Regions from separate parts of the Pan troglodytes genome. Here region 1 is linked to region 2. Evidence: chromatin contacts called from public Hi-C data. All regions are on one chromosome and are shown on one strand. Each heading gives the region's core, a stretch centred on a gene start, on an enhancer-like site or on the middle of the called end of the contact. The rest is flanking DNA. Distances are from core to core; before and after follow the strand shown. Region 1 overlaps PKIG (cAMP-dependent protein kinase inhibitor gamma). Region 2 holds the start of FITM2 (fat storage inducing transmembrane protein 2).

Evidence for each region. Hi-C and Micro-C count contacts between places; a contact is called where the count stands out from the background.
Region 1: a Hi-C map of stem cell-derived neural progenitor cells shows a contact between it and region 2, with 3 times the contacts expected there. The contact joins the enhancer-like site here to the promoter of FITM2 in region 2. A contact is called at or near these places in 1 of 7 Hi-C or Micro-C datasets (stem cell-derived neural progenitor cells) and 1 of 1 datasets of contacts at active chromatin or transcription factors (stem cell-derived excitatory neurons).

Annotation. Positions count from the first base shown.
Region 1 is chr21:50,861,323-50,868,254 of NHGRI_mPanTro3-v2.0_pri, forward strand. The region is part of intron 2 of PKIG (cAMP-dependent protein kinase inhibitor gamma); the gene reads left to right. Among named protein-coding and RNA genes, the nearest start is that of ADA, 41 kb to the right of the region's middle. Within about 2 kb of position 2,354, at least 11 of the 24 cell types and tissues checked have an H3K27ac peak or open chromatin away from gene starts, as enhancers often do. A contact at or near this core is called in stem cell-derived neural progenitor cells, where this site is marked.
Region 2 is chr21:50,563,167-50,569,791 of NHGRI_mPanTro3-v2.0_pri, forward strand. FITM2 (fat storage inducing transmembrane protein 2) reads right to left here and starts at 3,883. Exons shown (of 2, transcript XM_514663.9): 1 at 3,622-3,883. The coding sequence starts at 3,794.

The DNA.
Region 1 (6,932 bases), core at 1,104-3,603, 300 kb after region 2:
GCCTCTGCCTCTCGGGTTTGAGCAATTCTCCTGCCTCAGCCTCCTGAGTAGCTGGGACTACAGGCACGCACCACCACACCCAGCTAATTTTTGTATTTTTAGTAGAGATGGGGTTTCACCATGTTGGCCAGGCTAGTCTTGAACTCCTGACCTCAAGTGATCCACCCACCTCAGCCTCCCAAAGCCAAGACACATTTTTAAATGAAAAAAAGGCAAGATGGAAAATAAATTTTTTTTTTTTTTTTTTGAGACGGAGTCTCGCTCTGTCACCCAGGCTGGAGTGCAGTGGCACGATCTCGGCTCACTGCAAGCTCCACCTCCTGGGTTCACGCCATTCTCCTGCCTCAGCCTCCCGAGTAGCTGGGACTACAGGCGCCCACTACCACGCCCAGCTAATTTTTTGCATTTTTAGTAGAGACGGGGTTTCGCCACGTTGGCCAGGATGGTCTCGATCTCTTGACCTCGTGATCCACCCGCCCCCTCGGCCTCCCAAAGTTCTGGGATTACAGGCGTGAGCCACCATGCCCGGCCAAAATTTTGTTTTAAATAAAGGAAAAAGGAAGGGAAGGAGAAAAAGGGGGAACATATATATTGCATAAATTTTGTCTGGAAGGACACCAAAACGTGCTTGCCTTGGGGAGGGTGTCTGGATCGGATGGGAAGGAGACTAAGCTCTTTATCTCTGTCCTTTTGGACCTTTTGAGTTTTAGACTACATGCACACATAATCTAAAATTAAGTAATTTTAAGATGAAGTGAATGTGTTCACTATAAAAAGGAAATATAACATTTTAAAATCACTTATAAAAATATTAATGTATGTAATTATATCACTGGTATTCTTTTTCATTTAACTATATGTGAACATTTTGCCATGTCTTTAAAAAATATTCACAAACATCATTTTAATGCCTGAATGGTATTTCATTTAGATAGAAATTAGTTAAGTATGTATATATTAATAATTCTCCATTGTCCGTTTCGGACATGTGACACATCCATTTAGGAACTCATTTTGGTGTCTTTAGTTTCCTGCTATTATAAATAATACTGTGGGCCAGGCGCAGTGGCTTAGGCCTGTAATCCCAACACTTTGGAAGTCCGAGGCAGGAGGATAACTTGAGCCCAGGAGTTTGAGACCACGAGTTTGAGACCACCTTGGTTAACATAATGAGATTCCCATCCCTGAAAAAAAATGAGCCAGACATGGAATAGTCCCAGCTACTCAGGAGGCTGAGGCAACAGGATTGCTTGAGCCCAGGAAGTTGAGGCTACAGTGAGCCATGATTGTACCACTGCACTCCAGCCTGTGTGACACAGCAAGACCCTGTCTCAAAAAAAAAAAATAATAATAATACTATGATGAACATCTTTGTACATTTTATCTTCATGTAGATCTTGGATTATTTTCTTAGAATAGATTATTATAAACTGATTTAGTAGCTAAAAGATATGGAAAAAGTTGAGGTTTCTGGATACACACTGTCAAGTCACTGCCCAAGGAGGTCTTGGAAGTTTACACTCTCATTAACAGGGTTTGAGAATGACCATTTTCTGACAGGATTTCCAACTCTGAGGATTCTTTATTTCCCCATTTGCTGTTGACTGTAAAGAGGAGAGGGTGAGTGACGAATATAAATATGGGAGAAAAATGAAACGATGTGTTTCTGCTTTCGATTGGAGAGCTCCCCAGAGCCGTCTTTGGAGTTGCTGTTCCCTGAGGGGATATGGTAGCCAGAGCATGTTGGCCCAGTTGATGTTTTCTAGGATTGGTCTTTGAGTGTGGCATTTGCTGTCTCTGTGTCCCGAGGGCCAGTGGCCTGCACTGGGCAGCTTGTAACATCAGATGGCATTGTGAGATCAAAGCCCCAGGAGACGTTCCAGCATGAAGCTGGCCTTTCAGATGGAGCCTGTAATTCCACCCCATGGTGTCAGGTCCTAGGACAGGAACACCTGCACAGCACTCCACGGTGCACGGAGGCCCTTCTCAACAGTCCCAAGAAGGAACTGCTGCTCCTCCCCACAGAGGACAGGCGGGCAGCAGGGGAGAAGAGGGATAGACACAAACTCCCTCTCCTTCAGAGGCCCGAGGGTGAAATCCAGCGAGTGTGCATGGAGCGCCTGCTCTTTACCAGGTGCTGGATGAGAATCAGGGAATGCAGCGGCCAGAACCTGTTGGCTCAGCTGCCAGGATTAGGTTTCAGCTGGACATGGGAAAAATCCAGACCAAATTCCTGTTCCCGTGGAGCTGACATTCTAACTGAGGAAGAGCCGAGGACTCAGAGGCTCCGGGAGCCAGTGTGGCCTGCTCGGGGTTTGTCATTTTCCAGAGCAGCGGGTTTCAGGTGGGGCTGAGGCCCTTCTGAGCCGTGGCTGTAAACCGGCCTCACTCACCTCAGAGGGCAGCTGTGGCCACTGAGTGCGTGATGTGTGTGAAAACACAGGCACCTGGGCCATGGTACCTTTCCTTATCGTAGGAATTGTCAGCATCATTTTTATCCTCTGTTATTACTGTTATTATCATAAGCCATTTTCCTGTCCTGAAGCATTGAGCGGTTTCCCCAGAGGCAGAGGGCAGGAGTGAACCTCCGTGACCTGTAGAAGGAGCCACCTCTGGAACTTCCGGGAATTCTTTTAGCCAAGGAGGAGCCAGAGCGTGACTAGGGCAGCGCGCAAGGCTGCTAGGAAGATAGGTAGGGTGCGCCATCTGCTGTAGCCGGGGGGAATTGCCGTGGACAGTGTCCTGGCCCTCCTCTATTTTACACAGGGGAAATGAAGGCCCCAAGAAAGGCAGGGTCTTGCCCAGGGTTAGGTGGCAGAGCTTGGGTTTAAGGTCACGTGTCTCATTCTTTGCTCTTTCTACCATAGGACACCTCCCTGTCTCACCTGTCTGATCTTTGAGGGCCCCTAATTCATTCTTTAGGTGTTTCTTCTGAGCTAGGTGTTGTGGGGGGATGTGGGCCTTGCCCTCCATACTGATCCTCTTCTCTGTCTCTCTCTTTCTCTGTCTCTCTCTCTCTTTCTCTCTCTCTCTTCTCTCTCTCTCTCTCCCTCCTCTCTCTCTCTCTCTCTCTCTCACACACACACACACACACACACACACACACACCTGCAGCACTTACTGGCTCAACCCCACCCTGGGTGCCTTCTGGGCACTTCTGCCAATGTCAGCTACCTTCTAAAAGCATTGCACAATAATTTGGGTTTATAAAAACTTCAACCATTGAAAAAATATAGACTTAGAAAACGAAAGTTCCCCTTAATCACAAAGAACCACAGTTGACAGGGTTGATAGATGTTTTTTCAGATTTTTTTTTCATATGTCTGCTATCTTTCCCCACAGGAACTGGGTTTTATTTGAGGTGTTGTTTTGCATCCTCTGTTTTTCAGTTGCCAGTTGATCTCAGACATTGTCCTATGTCAGTACAGGCCCATCTGGCACATTTCTTTATTATTTTTTTTTTTACTGACATGTCATTGTATATATTTGTGGGGTGCAACTTGATGTTTTGATACATATATGTTGTATAATAATCAGATCAGGGCAGTTAGCATATCCATCATCTCATGCATTTCTTTCTTTGTGATGAGAATATTCAAAAGCTTCTCTAGTTATTTTGTAATATAGAATGCCCTTTTTTTTTTTTTTTTTTTTTTTGAGACGAAGTCTCGCTCTGTGTTGCCCAGGGTGGAGTGCAGTGGCGTGATCTCAGCTCACGGCAATCTCCGCCTCATGGGTTCAAGCGATTCTCCTGTCTCAGCCTCCAGAGTAACTGGGACTACAGGCGTGTGCTGCCACACCGGACTAATTTTGTATTTTTAGTAGAGGCGACGTTTCACCATGTTGGCCAGCCCAGTCTCGAACTTCTGACCTCAGGTGAACTACCCGCCTCGGCCTCCCAAAGTGCTGGGATTATAGGCATGAGCCACCGCACCCGGCCTAGAATGCCTTATTGTTAACCATCACCATACTGTACAATAGAACAGGAACTTACTGCTCCTATCTAATTGTAACTATGTACCCATTGACCAGCTTTCCATCCTTTCCTCTCCTCTCCCCTCCCCAGTCTCTGGTAACCACTGTTGTATTCTCTCCTTCTATATCAACTTTTTTTTTTTTTTTGACAGAGTTTTGCTCTGTCGCCTAGGCTAGAGTGCAGTGTCATGATCTCGGCTCACTGCAAGCTCCGCCTCCTGGGTTCACACCATTCTCCTGCCTCAGCCTCCCGAGTAGCTGGGACTACAGGCGCCTGCCACTACGCCTGGCTAATTTTTTGTTTGTTTTTTTAGTAGAGACGGGGTTTCACCATGTTAGCCAGGATGGTCTCAATCTCCTGACCTAGTGATCCACCCGCCTCGGCCTCCCAAAGTGCTGGGATTACAGGCGTGAGCCACTGTGCCTAGCCAATAACAAATTTTTTTTTTTAAGATTCCATGTATGCATAAAATCATGCAGTATTTGTGTTTCTGTGTCTGGCTTATTTCACTTAACATTATGTCCTCCAGGTTTATCCGTGTTGTCCCAAATAACAAGATTTCATTCTTTTTTATGGCTGAATAGTATTCCTTTGTGAATATATACAGTTTCTGTATCCATTCAATCATGTTGGACATTTGGGTTGATTCCATATCTTGGCTATTATAAATAGTGCTGCAGTAAACATAGGAGGTCAGATGTCTTCTTGACATACCAATGTCAGTTCTTTGGATATATACCTAGTAGTGGGATTGTTGGGTCATATGGTACTGTTTTTAATTTTCTCAGGAACCCTCCATACTGTTTTCCATAGTGGCTGTATGGCACATTTCTTTTTTATAAATACTTCATAATTCACGCGATGCCTAACCTCCTGGTGGACATTTGGGTGGTTTCCTATAGGCTGCTATTACTGACCAGGTGCAGTAAACATCCTCACACTATAGAAAACATTGGGCATTTGCCTGAGTGGGTCTAGAACTAGGATTTGCTGGGTGGGCCCATGGTCCCACCCCACTGGACTATGAACTCCTAAAGTCAGGCCAGTGCTTAGACCACCCCTCCCACTTACTAATTCAGGTCTGCGAGGTAGCCAGAGTCCGTGCAATGACTGCTATCTAATTGCCTTCAGAAAACCATAGGTGCTCAATGAGAGATACTAGTATCCCCTTCGCAAATTAACCTTTTGTTAATATAGTAGCAGTACTTCTTGTTGCCAAGAGTACATAAATGGACAATCTTCTGTGCTACTGGTGGGAATATAAATAAAAACAGTATTGACTTTATAAGTCTTTCTGCCAATTTTTTGTCATCACGAATACCACTGTGCCATTTGGGAAGGCAACTGGGAAATGTGTCAAAAATCTAAAAATTATTTCACCCTTCCCTTTAGCCCAGCAGTTCTACTTCTAGGGATATACTGTCAGGAAATAATTAGGGATGGGCACAGAGACTTTCATAAAGGCCCAGTGCTCTGTGTGGCGGTGGAAAACAGGGAAGTACCTCTGTGTTCATTTCTGGAGGCCTCATCCTAGAGTAAATCATGGCCCATCCAAGCATGCTGGCACAAAATTCATGTGGAGGGAGCCTTAGTGACATGTTCTAAAGCGTCCCAAAGAGTAGGCTACAAAACACAACATAAGGTATGGTCCCAAATCATTTCTAAATGTATGTGGCTCTTCTTTATATATGTGGCACTCTTCTCTCCTTTCTCTAGACTGTGTTACCAAGCACCAGGGCTGTTAACTGCTATCTCTGTAGTAAGAACTACTAATTTCTTTTTTCTTTTTTTCGAGATGGAGTCTCGCTTTGTCGCCCAGGCTGGAGTGCAGTGGCACAATCTCGGCTCACTGCAAGTTCTGCCTCCCGGGTTCATGCCATTCTCCTGCCTCAGCCTCCTGAGTAGCTGGAACTACAGGCGCCCGCCACCACACCCGGCTAATTTTTTTGTATTTTTAGCAGAGATGGGGTTTCACTGTGTTAGCCAGGATGGTCTTGATCTAGAACTACTAATTTCATATCTTTCCTCCCCACTCCACCTCTCTTCTGAGCTCCAGCCTCCTAGTTCCATGTACCTAGCCTACCTCTCCTCTTGGAGGGCTCACAGGCATCTCAAAGTTACCGAATAGGCCAAATAGGACTTTATGCCCTCAAATATTCCTCCTTTGTTCTTCCATATGTCAGCAAACCACACTTCTGTCCACCTACTTATTCACACCAGAAACCTAAATTACCTGTCAATCCAACACTACTTCTTGTTGGTTCGATTTCCAAGTTATATCTAGAATCCTTCCCACTGCCCCCTCCTCCACCCACCATCTTGGCACCTGAACTTCACAGGAGCCTCCTAACTTGCCCCTTCCCAGCACTGCTGTGCCCGGCCGCCAGAGTCAGCTTTGAAAATGCACGGCTGCTACTTCATGGCCTTGCCTAAAGCCCCTCAGGAACCAAGTTCCAGATGTGGTCTGGCTCCTGCCTACCTCAGCAGTGTCCTTGGTGTCATTGTCCCTCTTCTGCCATGCTCCCGCCTGCTGGCTCTTTCTGTCCTTCCAAGCCCTCATGCCTCCCTCCCTCAGAGCCTTCACACATGCCGTTCCCCTCTCTGTAGTGCTCTTCCCTCACTCTTCATCTGCATGACGCCTCGTCCTCCTTGGTTCTCAGCTAAAATGTCACTTTGTGACCCCCAGCCTTGATCAGGTCCCAGTGATCACTCCAGCACCCTTCATTCTCCCTTGAAGCCTTGAGCACCAAGGCCATGACTTAGGTACGAGGCGACTTTATGCCACCTGTAGTAGATGGTAAGCTCTGTGAGGCCAGGGACCATGGCCAGTTTGTTCATGGTGGTATCTGTGCCAGTGCCTGGTGCATGGTATTAATAAATGTGTGTACATGTTTGTCAATAATTTTATTTAAAGAAAAGTCTGAGCCCATGTTCTTTAAAATGTTGATGGTGGTTG
Region 2 (6,625 bases), core at 2,633-5,132:
AAATGAGAAAACTGATCAAACCTACAGCTCATAGCAACTATCATGTTTTAAGTACTTACCATATACTTCACTTACTAAGTACTTTATTTATTTATTTATTTATTTATTTATTTTTGAGACAGAGTCTCACTCTGTCACTCGGGCTGGAGTGCAGTGGCGCAATCTCAGCTCACTGCAACCTCCGCCTCCCGGGTTCAAGCAATCCTCCTGCCTCAGCCTCCCAAGTAGCTGGGATTACAGGTGCACATCACCCCGCCTGGCTAATTTTTGTATTTTTAGTAGAGAGGGGGTTTTACCATGTTGGCCAGGCTGGTCTCGAACTCCTGGCCTCAAATGCTCCGGCCACCTTGGCCTCCCAAAGTCCTGGGATTACAGGCATGAGCCACTGTGCCCAGCCCTCCCCTCCTCCCCTACCCCACCCCTGTGTAAGTACTTTAAATGTATTAACCAGGTAATCCATTAACAACTCTATGAGTTGGCCGGGTGCGGTGGCTCACACCTGTAATCCCAGCAGTTTGGGAGGCCGAGGTGGGCAGATCACGAGGTCAGGAGATCGAGACCATCCTGGCTAACATGGTGAAACCCTGTCTCTACTAAAAATACAAAAAATTAGCCAGGCGTGGTGGCGGGCGCCTGTAGTCCCAGCTACTCGGGAGGCTGAGGCAGGAGAATGGCGTGAACCCGGGAGGCGGAGCTTGCAGTGAGCCGAGATTGTGCCACTGCACTCCAGCTTGGGCGACAGAGCGAGACTCCATCTCAAAAACAAAACAAAACAAACGTAAAAAAACAACTCTATGAGTTAAGTACTGTTAATATCTGCCTTTAACAGAGAAGAAAACTGAGACAGAGGGAAGTGCCACACCAAAAGTGGAGGCCAGAAGTGGAGGAGCCAGGATTCAAATCCAGGATCTGTCGTCTTAAGCACTATGTTATTTACTTAGGAAAATAATATAAATAAATAATAATAACTGAGCATTTACCAAATGCCAGGAGCTTTCACACACATTCACTTTCCCATAGAGCACTCACATTTACCCTGGGAGGAAGGTGCCATTGTTCCATTTTATAGACAAGAAATCTAAGGCTCAGAAAAGTTCAGTACCTTGCCAGGATCACACTACACAACCAGCATGCACAGATTAAACCACGGTTTGGATAGCCCCCAGACTCATGCTGTTTCTCCCATACCATATGTGGTTTTTTATTTTTTATTTTTATTTTTCTGAGACAGGATCTCACTCTGTCCCCCAGGCTTGCATGCAGTGGCACAATCACACCTCACTGCAGCCTCAAACTCCTGGGCTCAAGCAATCCTCCTGCCTCAGCCTCACAAATAGCTGGGATTACAGGTGTGTACCAATGTGCCTGGCTAATTTTTTTTAATTATTATTTTTGTGGAGATGGGGCCTTGCTATGTTGCCCACACTGGTCTTGAACTCCAGGCCTCAAGCAATTATCCTGCCTCAGCCTCCCAAAGTGCTGGGATTATAGGTATGAGCCATGCACCTGGCCTGGTTCTTTCCTAATGGCAGAAACAGTCTTACAACAATGAGCTTTACTTTAAGCCAAAGACACGGGTTCAACTCTTGACTCTGACTTAACTTATTATACCTCCTACCTCTCTAGCCCTCAGTTTCTTCAGCTATTAAACAGAGCTGGGGGGACCAAATGATTTTTTTTTTTTTTGAGACAGAGTTTTCACTCTTATTACCCAGGAGTGCAGTGGCACGATCTTGGCTCACTGCAACCTCCGCCTCCCGGGTTCAAGCAATTCTCCTGCCTCAGCCTCTGGAGTAGCTGGGATTACAGGCACCTACCACCACACTCGGCTAATTTTTGTATTTTTATTTTTATTTATTTATTTATTTTGAGACGAAGTCTCACTCTGCCATCCAGGCTGGAATGCAGTGGCATGATCTCAGCTCACTGCAACCTCCGCCTCCCAGGTTCAAGTGATTCTCTTGCCTCAGCCTCCTCAGTAGTTGGAATTACAGGCACGCACCACCACGCCAGGCTAATTTTTGTATTCTTAGTAGAGATGGGGTTTCACCACGTTGGCCAGGCTGGTCTTGAACTCCAGACCTCAAGTGATCCACCTGCCTTGGCCTCCCAAAGTGCCTGGATTACAGGTATGAGCCACTGCGCCCAGCCTGGTTCTTTCCTAACGGCAGAAACAGTCTTGCAACAAGGTCTTACTTTAAGCCAAAAGACCGGGGTTCAAATCTTCACTCTTACTTAACTTACTATACCTCCTACCTTTCCAGGCCTCAGTTTCTTCAGCTATCAAACAGAGCTGAGAGGACCAAATGATTTTTAAGGTCCCTTCTATATCCCAGGATTCACTAGTTCCCTCTCATTAATCAGCACAGAGGCTTGGAACAAAACTCCAGTATCCATGGCTACCTTCAAACAACAGGGGTGTGTTGTCAGCCAGGCCACTTGGCTCCCAGCTCACCTAGGCCAGAGGAAGCAGCAGCTGCCTTGTCCGCCTCCCCAGTGTTCACGAAAGGTGGCTGACCTAAACCCAGGACAGAGACTTGGGGCCACTACCACTCTCATGATCTATTCTTAGCCCAGCCTCTCAGGGTGGGTGACGAAGGAAGGTGGACCAAGGACAGAAGGACTTTTTTCTAGGTTCCAATGGATTCTCAGGCACCACCCCCAGGCCTGTCACTAAAATCTTCACTGGGACTGATAAGGAAGATCTTGCCAGAGCCAAGACCCGTCAGGCATTTGAGGAAGCTGCCTGTGAAAGGAACCAGGGTTTTAAGCAGATAACCAAAGTTGGGCTGACTTTCAGGACACGCCAGAGACACTTATTCTGGAAAACACTTAGGCTCACATCAAGGGAGCAGTTTTATCTTTCAGAGTTTCCCTTTATGGCCGCAACAGAGTTTTTGTGCAATAAACTTACTAACCGGGAGTTTTGAAAAAAGCAAGCAAGCAAAGGAGTGGATGGGTGGAGTTAAGGAGATGTCTCAAAGCGCCCAGCTGGGATTGCTTTTCTGGGCCACTGCCATGCATTCTGAGTGGCTGAGATGATCCAAGGAGATCCAGGGGAAAGGGCACAGACTAGGGGGTTCCAGCCCTCTGTGAGTATCTCACAGGCGGGGGCTCTGCCTGTCACAGGCTGGGGCGAGGCTCTTCCACAGGTCGTAAAGGGATTCTGTCACGCGCTGGAGGGATCTGATCTGACGCAGGGTGGGGTCTGCGCGGGGTCTGCCACAGGCAGGCAGGACAGAGGTGAGATGGCATCTCCCAAACAGGGCAGGGGTCAGCTCCTAACTCCAAGGGGAGGCGGGGGAGTGGTGACATGGGCTGGTTCATCCCCACCCCATTCCACACCCCTACATATACAGAGACACACACGACCCCGCTTGTCACCACCTGCCCAGTCAAGCTCATGCTGCCCAAAGTGGGTCTGCAAACACGAACTGCTAGTGACACCAGCTACCCCGGGGCCTCCCAGGCGTGACACGCGTGCAGATGCTGCTGTCACGGCTAGGAGGAGGGTCTCCCCTCCAATGACTCGTCCACCACGGCAGCTAGCACCGGCTTCTCTGGGCGAGGCGACAGCGGGCCGGCTCGGGCGGGGACAGCGGAGGACCGGGGTGCACTCACACGTTGAGGACGTTGCGCTTGTTGCTGAGGTAGCTCTCGGGCAACGGGGACAACTCCTTGAGGAGGGAGCCCGCCAGCATGGAGGCCACCAGGGCCCAGGGCAGGTAGCGCCGCACGGCCGCCCGCACCAGCGTCCCCCGCAACAACCACTCGCAGCGCTCCAGATGCTCCATGCCGGATCTCGTCAGCCACCGTCTTCCTCTCCGTGCCCTCTCGGCCACCGTATCGCCCTTCGCCCGGACCTGCGCCTCCACCTCCCTTCGAGCGCATGCGCACTGCCCGCGAGTCCCACAGCTTGAGGCGTGCTTGGGCTCCGGAGCCCGCTCGCTCCCCCTCGTGGCCGCTGCTGCCTCTGGCGCGTGCCGGTCCCTGAACTCGCTCGTCTCCTCTGCGCTCTCCTGGCCGCCCCCTCTCCCCGAGCCTCTGCGTCTTGCTCTGGTCTGGGAAAAAGCGCTTGTGAAAGTATTTGCTGGAGGCTGGAAGAGGATAAATGTAGCCCTGGAGAATTGGAGCAGTAGTCACAGCATCATTTGATCTTTCTTGGAGCCTCGGAGACACCTCTGCCATCTGAGCCTTAGTTTTCTCATCTGTAAAATGCGAGAGACAAGAGGAGATCAACCTTTCCCAAAAGCTAGTTTATGAGCTCAGGGGTTCATTACGTTGGCACAGGACATGAGATGAAGTTTCCTTAGGAATAATTATTGTATTTATTTGTTTATTAGTTAGAGAGGGGGGTCCCTCTCTGTCGCCCAGGCTGGAGTGCAATGGCACCGTCGCAGCTCACAGCAACCTCAAATTTCTGGTCTCAAGCAATACTCCCACCTCAGCCTCCCGAGTAGCTGAGACCACAGGCGGGCACCACCACACCTGGCTAATTTTTTTTATTTTTATTTCTGTAGAGACAGGGTTTTGCTTCGTTGTCGAGGCTGGTCTCAAACTCCTGGGCTCAAGCGATCCTCCTGCCTCGGCTTCCTAAAATGCTGCAATTACAAGTGTGAGCCACCACGCTCTGCAGTTATTAAATTAATTAATTAATATAATTAATTTATTTAGAGACATAGTCTCGCTCTGTTGCCCAGGCTGGAATGCAGTGGCGCGATCTCAGCTCACTGCAGGCCTCTGCCTCCCAGGTTCAAGCGATTCTCCTGCCTCAGCCTCCGGAGTAGCTGGGATTACAGGCATGCACCACCACACCCAGCTAATTTTTGTATTTTTAGTAGAGATGGGGTTTCACCATGTCGGCCAGGCTGACCAACTCCTGACCTCAAGTGATCTGACCTCTCCAAATCTTGACCTCAAGTGATCTGCCAGCCTTCACCTCCCAAAGTGCTGAGATTACAGGAGTGAGCCATCTCACCTGGTGCAATTATTACATTTAAAGTTTAAATTTCTAAACTTATTTTCACCTGGGCAACACAGTGAAACTCAGTATCTATAAGAAATAATTTTAAAAACTAGCTGACTTGGTGGCTCAGGCCTGTGGTCCCAGCTACTCAGGAGGCTGAGGTGGGAGGATTGCTTGAGCCCAGGAATTTGAGGTTGCAGTGAGCTGTGATGGTCCCATTGCACTCCAGCCTGGGCCACGGAGCGAGACCGTCTTAAAAAGCACACAAAGAAACACAAAACAGCTATCTATGCCTGTTGGATGAAAATGCTGGATGCTGGGGGTTAATGGGGAGATCACATGAAGTTGTTGGAGACTCAGTTGCTCAGTTTATCACAAAGCTAACCCCTCACCCCTGGTTAGGGCTGGGTGTCTATTTCAGTTCCCAACCTTGGACTCATTCCCTTACCCCAATGTTAGTTTCCTGTGGCAGCTCTAATAAATTACTATAAACTCAGTTTATTTTTATTCCTTTTTTTTTCTTTAGTTTTAAATAGAGATGGGGTCTCACTATGTTGCCCAGGTTGATCTCGAACTCCTGGGCTCCAGTGATCCTCCTGCCTTGGCCTCCCAAAGTGCTAGGATTACAGGCGCGAGCCACCGTGCCCAACCCTAAACTCGTTTTAAACAACAGAAGTTTATTCCAAAAGCCACAAACCCAGCCAATACACACATATATAGTCATATCAAGAGATGGGAATTTTAGGCCAGACGTGGTGGCTCACGCCTGTAATCCCAGCACTTTGGGAGGCCAAGCTATTTTGATCTTGGCTCACTGTAACCTCTGCCTCCCGGGTTCAAGGTAGTCTCCTGCCTCACCCTCCCAAGCAGCTGGGACTACAGGCACATGCCACCACACCTGGCTACTTTTTTTGTATTTTTAGCAGAGACAGGGTTTCGCCATGTTGACCAGGCTGGTCTCCAACTCCTAGCCTCAAGTGATCTTCCTGCCTCTGCCTCTCAAAGTGCTGGGATTACAGGCATGAGCCACCACAGCCGGCCCAAAGAAAAATTTCTATCGAAATATTCATCATCACTAGCTGCCCAAAATAATTTTGTGTCTCTATACCAAGGACAGCTACCACACTGGGAAATGTTAGCCTGATTTATGCCTACAATGGACTAATGTTTATAGTCTCATGCAGAGAATCAACAAATTAATGAAAATAATAATTCCTTAAAACCATCTTAAGATGACCTTCATATCTGTAAACTGCATTTATCTGATTAGAGTTCTTATATAGCAAGATGCTTCCAGGCCTTCAGAATGCTTGGTTTAAAAAATAAAATATAGTGATAATTATACCAATTTGGCATTTCATGATTGGGAATAAAAACTACATAGCCAGAAAGGTGTTATTTATGAAGGCAGCTTGTAAATAGTATCTGATACCATCTCTGTCTCCTTGAGTTTGTCAGGTGCTCAATTACTGTGGCTTTCCTTAGCAAACAGCATAAGAATTAAGAGCAGGGATGCTGGGTTTGAGTGCCGGTTCTCCTCCTTATTAGCTGTGTGGTTCCTCCAAAGAAAATCCAGATACGTCCCCCAACCCAAGAAGGAGGGAAAGACTGCTCAGTGAATATAAACACTAAATATCACCCCGAGGGACTGTCCAAAGA